2 separate regions of the Mus musculus genome follow, and region 2 is linked to region 1. A link is a contact called in public HiCAR-type data. All regions are on one chromosome and are shown on one strand. The core of a region is the stretch at or near the end of the contact, and the rest is flanking DNA. Distances in the headings are between cores, read along the strand shown.

Region 1 (3,290 bases), core at 601-3,100:
TTCTCATGCAGTGCAGATGAGGGAGCTATGAAGGCAGTGGTGCTAATATAAGAATCAACTAACCAATAAATCAACCACAGATACACAGTGGACCCCTGCAGGGACTTGTTTCTGCTTGACAACAGTCGGGGCTCTAAATTCCAACTGCATAATCAATAAATTTTATTTTAAGTAAATTTTGCTTTTCTTTTTCCCATTAATTAATTTGTTTATTCACCTTATTCACATCCCTATTGCTGCCCCCTCCTCCCTGTCCCCCCCCCACACACACACATAGTTCCTCCCCTCAAACCCCTTCTCCTCTGAGTGGTTGGAGCTCCCCCCCCCCCCCCGCCTCCAGAGTATCTCCCCACCTTTGATTGTTAAAAAGGAAAGCCAAGCACAACCTATAGAAACTCTAACTGGATCACATCCAACCCATTGGTCATTTGCCAACAGTGGCGTGGAACGCAGTTCCACAGTGATAGACTAGATTTAAAAAGTCAACATCCAAGTATCTTGACATTTTTCAAATCGGAAAATCCAACCCAATGGTAGGAAACAGAGGCGTGGAGAGGCACGGAGCTACAGTGAAACCATTTTGACCAGAAACTCAAAGGAGCTCTCATATCAGGTTTTCCCTGATATCGTTAATGATAGCACCAGGGTACCGTTCCAGGGACTGGTTTCTGCATCACAGGGACAAACCTGCCTTTCAGTGGTCATCTGAGCAGAAGGCCACAGAAATAAAAGCAACTGACTCCCTACTCCCATGCAAATTCTATCCCTCTGCCAAAATATCTCATTGCCAGTTCTGGGTTTTAGACTCCAAAAGAGCTCTGGCTGTATAACCTCACATTGTTGCTGTTAAATGTTCTATCGATCAATGAAGAACAAGAGACAGCCCGTTCTTCCTGGAGAGTAGCTACTTTAGAAATTAGTAAGGATTAGTAAACCCTTGTTTAAACATCTCTTTGGAATGGCTCCGAAAGGTTCCCGTGAAACAACGAAGTTATTGTTCACCCCAGGAGTCTAATTTCCCTGGGAATCACACTTTCCTACCTGGTTCCATTGCTCTGTGGTTGAACGTGTATTAAGTCTGACATCCATGTATAACCCAGAGGGACAAATGGGTTCCTCTTGTAAGCCCTCATTGCCACGGGCTCTATTTGTAATCAGACAATCAATATGGTTAGCATGTGCCAACTTCGCCGGCGGAGAATAAGTGAGGCTGTTTGAGCCCAGGACACTGGAGAAAGCGTGTGAGGAAGCCGTGTGAATGGGGCTCATTGTTGGCCTGGATTTTAAACGTTCTCGTTTTTCACAACATTTTATGGAGAGCTCTTAAAAGGCCTTTATTGATAGAGATACTCATTAAATGCCAGTTTTAAAAGGAGAGTTGTTGATGTAATGTCATACAATCTGCTTATGCATAAAGCCTTTTTTATTCTGGTGTTCTGACGAGTGCTTTGCCATGCCAGCCCTCCCACCACATCCCAAGACACAGAAACTCCTCCTCTAGACGAATGCTCTGAAATGCGGGGCTGTTATTAGATCAGATGCCATAGATGGCTGGACCTTTCCTGCGTGCTTGTCTTTCACTGTCAAAACCAACCCTGATTTACTCAATGCACAACCAGTAATTGAACATCTGCCATATAATGCAGAAAAACCAGAGAAAGATGGTATTGTTGTTGTTGTTGGTTGGTTTTGGTTTTTTTTTTTCTTTCTAAAGGAGCTAGTTAGATTTTACTGTGAAAAAGAGACATGCAAATTAGTTAACAGCCGTGCATTGCACCAAGCTTGAGGGAATGGGGCTGGTGAAGTCTGAAGTCAGACAGTTCAGCATGTGACTTAGGACCGCAGCTTAGGGAGGGACTGAAGGTGTGGGCGGGTGCTGGTGAGAAAGGAGAAAGGCAAGCTTGAGACAGCACACATGTGAAGGAGCTCAATGGAGCCATTCCACAACCTGTGCGTACAGCAAGCCATCATGTTACGTGCCACCAACAGATGTGGTTGTTAACTATGAAAAAAATTTACCAGGAAAAACAAGACAACGTATTAGCGATAAAAGACACCAATGAAATCCTTGGAAGGGAAGAGAAAGAGGGAGGGAAGAATAGGGGGGAAACAAGAGAGGGACGATGGGAGGGAGGGAGGAAACTGCATATACCCAGGCTCCAGCACAACTCAATTTCAAGGTGGGAAGGGCACTGAGTGCTCTCAGCTTTCCTAGTCTCCCCCTCATGGCTTTTGATGCTCAGTCAACTTTGAAAACCCTTAGCTGGGATCAGATTCTCTAGCTCTGCTGCAGATTAGAGTAACTGGGGCAGCTCCTCAAACTCCCAATGCTCAGGCCCCACCCCAGTCCCGCAGGCCAGACTCAGGTGAGTCTGGATCCCTAGCGTTTCATACACTGGGCATGGAGACACCGATCAGTAATCCCCAACAAGCAGGAGGTGGAGATGGGAGGGTTGTAAATTCAAGGTTATCCTTAGCTACAGAGCACGTTTGAGGCTAGCCTGAGCCACAGGAGAGCCTACCTCAAAAGAACAAATAGCAACAAAAGAAGACCTGCCTTCCAATATGTTATTTCCAAGCAAAAATTATTTGGAGTTCTCTTTTATTATCTACACATTTTGCCTCCTGGTCTTTGCTTCCCTACCAGAGCTTTCTAAAACAGAAAGACCTGGATGCAGATACCTCAGAATAGGGTGACACAAAGCCGGAGGAGCGACAGACAGGCAAGGGCAGCTTTGGACTTGTTTTTGTCTGGCTTAACCGGGAGGATACTGGAGTAAGACCATCTGCCCTTCAAGAAATCAAAGCCAGACACAGGAAGTGGGCGGGAAGACCCTCCAGCAGCCCCAGCTGCCTGGGCCGGGCAGCTGCACAGACCCCTGTTGTTGGCAGACAAGGCAAGGTCTTTTCAGTCTTGTGACCATCAACCCATCCCCAGTGCTGGTGGGGAGGGCACTGCCATTCTTTCTATGACTGATCGCAACAGAATGTGACAGTTGTTTGGGGTGACAGGTTTCCTGGGGGCTCTGCCTTCAACAAGAGCCATTGTGCAGAGGGCGTGTCCTGGTGCCAATGTCACAGGCAGGGGAAGACCCGAGTGGTCCTTTCATTTATATATGACAACATTTCCAAGGAACAGATGGACAGAAATCTTAAGCACTAGCCATCTTCCTCTTGTCTGAAGAGCTGCGGTAGTTGAACAGAACAAATGGCCTCCGTGCCTACCCTTCCTTTCTTCTGCCTTCCTGTTGGGTTAACTGATACACCAACAGAGGTTGCCCTCTGCATTG
Region 2 (3,664 bases), core at 434-2,933, 160 kb before region 1:
TCCAATAGTTGACTGTGAGCATCCACTTCTGTGTTTGCTAGGCCCCGTTATAGTCTCACAAGAGACAGCTATATCAGGCAGGGTTCTGAGGCCTCTTTCAATGTTCAGACATCACAAGTCGGGACTTTGGGGCTTCTAATGTAAAGGGCAGCCTCCACGTGTTCTCTGTGTCTCCAAGTGCTTTTTTTTTTTTTTTTTTTCCTCCTGGAAGATGACCAGATATGGCCCACAGACAGAATCAGCACTGACTACACACCCATGTTTTCCTTTCCCCTTAAAAAATTCAAGATTGTGACCCACATTGGGTACTTTGCAGCAAGCTTGCTAAGTCTTGACCAACTTGGTTTTGGAATAATGAACAATGAGTCAGAGTGGAACCATTCAAAGAAACCCACAAAACATTTCTTCGAGAAAAGATTTGCGGGTAAGGAAAATGATGCTCAGATGTCTAATACGCCCTGCTTGTGGTCATGTAGAGTAGGTTATCCTCATGAAAACTGGAGAGGTACTTGTGCTTTGCACTAATCCTCCTTGTTTATTCATGGAAGTATTAATTGCCTTATTTCTTATTTCCCCCAAGTAAGGGCAAAAGGTAGCTCCCGATACTGGGTCCAGGAAGAATAAAGCTAAGTAAGATTATACACTGGCCATTTCTTATGTAAAGTGCTGCCCTTCATAGAGAGACCTTAGGAATTGTTCTCTTCCTGGGACAGCCAGTGAGTGTTAACTGCTGGAAGCATCTCTCAGCAGTCTACGTAGACAGCTTATTATTTTGAGGGCTGTGAAATGCCATTTAGGTATGGATTGATGTTCTTTTGTTGTTGATCCTCAATCTTCTGAAACAGGAGACCTCAAGGGGTCTATTTTCATGAAATGCCCACCAAAATTTTGCCTCAGTCTGAGCCAACTAGTGGATCACTGATTGCCAGTGCCCAGATGATGACTACCGCCGTGTTTCTCAACCTTGCCATGAGGATAGCACTCTGTGATCTGTGACAATGAGTAGTGAAGTCATTCTTAGGGGCTTCTGGGACAGCTTTCTTTGTGCTCATCCACTGAGTTGATGGTTGGTGACTTGAGGACATGATGCATGAATCACAACCTCTGCCCTGATGTCTAAGGTACTACCGTCTGACTTCCAAGACAACTGTGATGAGTCAGATCTCGCCTCTTAGTAGTTAGTTACTTGTGCTGTTTGGAGGGTCTCAGATAAGCCCTTGGGAAGTTTGTCAGCTGGTCTGGTTGACTAGCAGGATTTTGTTTCCCATAATCGGGTGGCCATTTAATAACCTTCTTTGCCTTTGGGTTCCCAAGTTAATAGAGCTCTGAAAAATATAATCCCTTCTAATTAAGTTTTACCACATGGTTTAATGCTATAAAGACTTTTACCAGGGGGCTTAGGTCATACTACAAATGCCCCTCTTCCCACTCATGTGGGGGGACGTCTCTGCTTGCTTTGAAACTGAAGTGTTCCCAGATAGTATAACCTTCCTTCAGTTCTTACACGTAGGCTTCCTTATGGGCTTTGATTCTAAAAGAGTAGTTAGACAGTGCTCCTCAGACTGGACTGGGGCTGAGGGTTCTGAAGGCATCCTGCCCCCCCATGAATGCTAAGCAGTCCCGGTGACCACAATGTGGTTGACATTGTCCCAGTGAATGACAGGGCTTGAGAGATGGGGAAACCACACAGCCGTAAGAACTGGCAAGCTTCCACACTTACTGTGTGCCAGAAGAGGAGCCCAGTGGTTTACATGTGCTCTATTATCTGATTTTTCATCATAGTCCAAGAAATGCTTCTATATTCCCACTTTGCAGATGCGACTGTTGAGGCTCTGAAAGGCCAAATTATTTGCCTAAAGCCGTATACACAGTGACAGACTTATGTCACTTGTGTAATTTGGATCCATGGGCTGTTGAATTCTGGAACCTATACTTTAACTGTTATACTGGCTTAGTTCTGTGCAGATACTGCCAGCATCAAGAACAAACTGTATCTAGATATAAATAACACATAAATATGAGCAGGCCTGGTTCATGGACATATTCCTTTAGAGCTCTAAGGAACAAGTTAGCTTTGTGACTTTGACAGAAAACAGAAGGTAGGTTGTGAAGTTTCTTGGGTAATTCTAGGTACTTGGACACCTGTTCAGCTATTCTGGGATTCTGTGGTGGGGGTAAGGGGATACAGGGAGGGTGAGGTCATTATTGCAAAAACCATTTCCTGAAAGCTTGACTTCAGGAAATGCAGGAGCATTAAAAATACCCATTGTGTGGGAGCCGTGGCCAGATCATGACTCACATTTAACAATTGTGTCCATAGGTCACAAAGGATTTGAGGAACATAGGAGATATTCATACTAAACTCTGTCTGTGGGTGGTTCATTATGAAGCGTTCAGTAGGTTGCGAATCATGTTACCATTTCAAGAGTGACATTTACAAGTTTTCCTGGAAACTGTGAGGCCAGACTTCTTCATTCATACATTGATTTGCAATTAGTTGTCCACCTACTAAGTACAAGGAACTGCATTAGTTCCCTTAGGATATTAGAAAAAGAACTAAGTTGCGTTCTTGACCTTTGCGGTGTGTAGGAAGCACCTGCAGGAAAATGGCCTTCTTTGTAAATTTGCCCACATCTTTGCTTTCACAAAAGGAAGGCCAACTCTTAAAGGAAGATGCTTCAGTTCATTTCCACCACAAAGAAAGGGCTCTAAGTAAATCTGCCAACTCTCAGAACTTATTCCCAGCAATCCCTGGGAGAGGCTTGGCTTGGGCTTGGTAGGTACTTTTTCTGTCATTGTAAGAATGAGACCAGGTGAAGGGAACAGAAATTATTAATTGAATGATCCTGTGCATTTTTTTTAAAATTGGCACTGAGAATGTTTTTGTTTATTATTTCTAATTTATATTTTATTCAAAGTTATATATTCTAAATAAGATATATACATATGCATTACAAAAGGCAGTAATAATCTTCTCCTAGGAAGCTACCCCAAACCCAAGGTTCAGAATAGCATCAATACTTTGCATTTCCCTATGCCTTCTTTCTCTGTCCTAGCATCCCATCTCTCCCCTTTGGAGGAAGCCATTGTCTTGAAACTATGCTTACAAGATAGAGAATGGAGGTCTCAACTCCTCCAGTCTGTTCACGATGAGGCAAAGCTGAAGGAGAAGTAGCTCAGTACTCAGGGTTCATTTCACCATGGCAGAAAGACTCATATTGGTGGCTGTGTTTATTTCCATACAGGCTCCTACTGGTTACATGGAGACATAGTGTCTGGCAAAGGAGTGGATCATCTGAAGACCTTGGTATTAGAAGTGAGTCCAGGACCAATCCTAATGAATGACTCTGTAGGAACCAGGCAGATATGAAGGCTAGGGTGATGGCTCAGTCAGGAAGAGCTCTTTCTGTGAAAGTATGAAAACTGGACTTAAACCCTAGAATCCATATAAAATAGTAGATGCAGTCACATGTGCACCTATAATCCCAAGTGTCTGGGAGGACAGAAAACAAGAGGGTCACTGGGGCTTGCTGGCCACCAGCCTGGTAAATAAGGCAGAGGACAACAAAACAGGGTGCTTGATGCCTTCCTCTGGCCTCCATTGAGATACACCTCCCTGGGAATGAGAATGCTTGTGCTCACTCACCACACACACACACACACA

The links. HiCAR-type assays count read pairs that join an accessible place to other places.
Region 2: a contact with region 1 is called in a HiCAR-type map of Th17 cells, with 2.3 times the contacts expected there. The contact joins two enhancer-like sites. A contact is called at or near these places in 3 of 484 Hi-C or Micro-C datasets (CD4 T cells and nephron progenitors), 4 of 115 datasets of contacts at active chromatin or transcription factors (CD8 T cells, Th17 cells, bone marrow-derived dendritic cells and 1 more) and 1 of 9 other capture datasets (embryonic stem cells).

The regions. Positions count from the first base shown.
Region 1 is chr10:96,396,906-96,400,195 of GRCm38.p6, forward strand. No RefSeq gene overlaps it. Among named protein-coding and RNA genes, the nearest start is that of Gm33782, 89 kb to the left of the region's middle. Within about 2 kb of position 1,851, at least 102 of the 459 cell types and tissues checked have an H3K27ac peak or open chromatin away from gene starts, as enhancers often do. A contact at or near this core is called in CD8 T cells and Th17 cells, where this site is marked.
Region 2 is chr10:96,236,803-96,240,466 of GRCm38.p6, forward strand. All of the region lies in intron 1 of 4930459C07Rik (RIKEN cDNA 4930459C07 gene), which reads left to right. The region is part of intron 2 of Gm40747 (a long non-coding RNA gene); the gene reads right to left. Among named protein-coding and RNA genes, the nearest start is that of 4930459C07Rik, 12 kb to the left of the region's middle. Within about 2 kb of position 1,684, at least 87 of the 459 cell types and tissues checked have an H3K27ac peak or open chromatin away from gene starts, as enhancers often do. A contact at or near this core is called in CD8 T cells and Th17 cells, where this site is marked.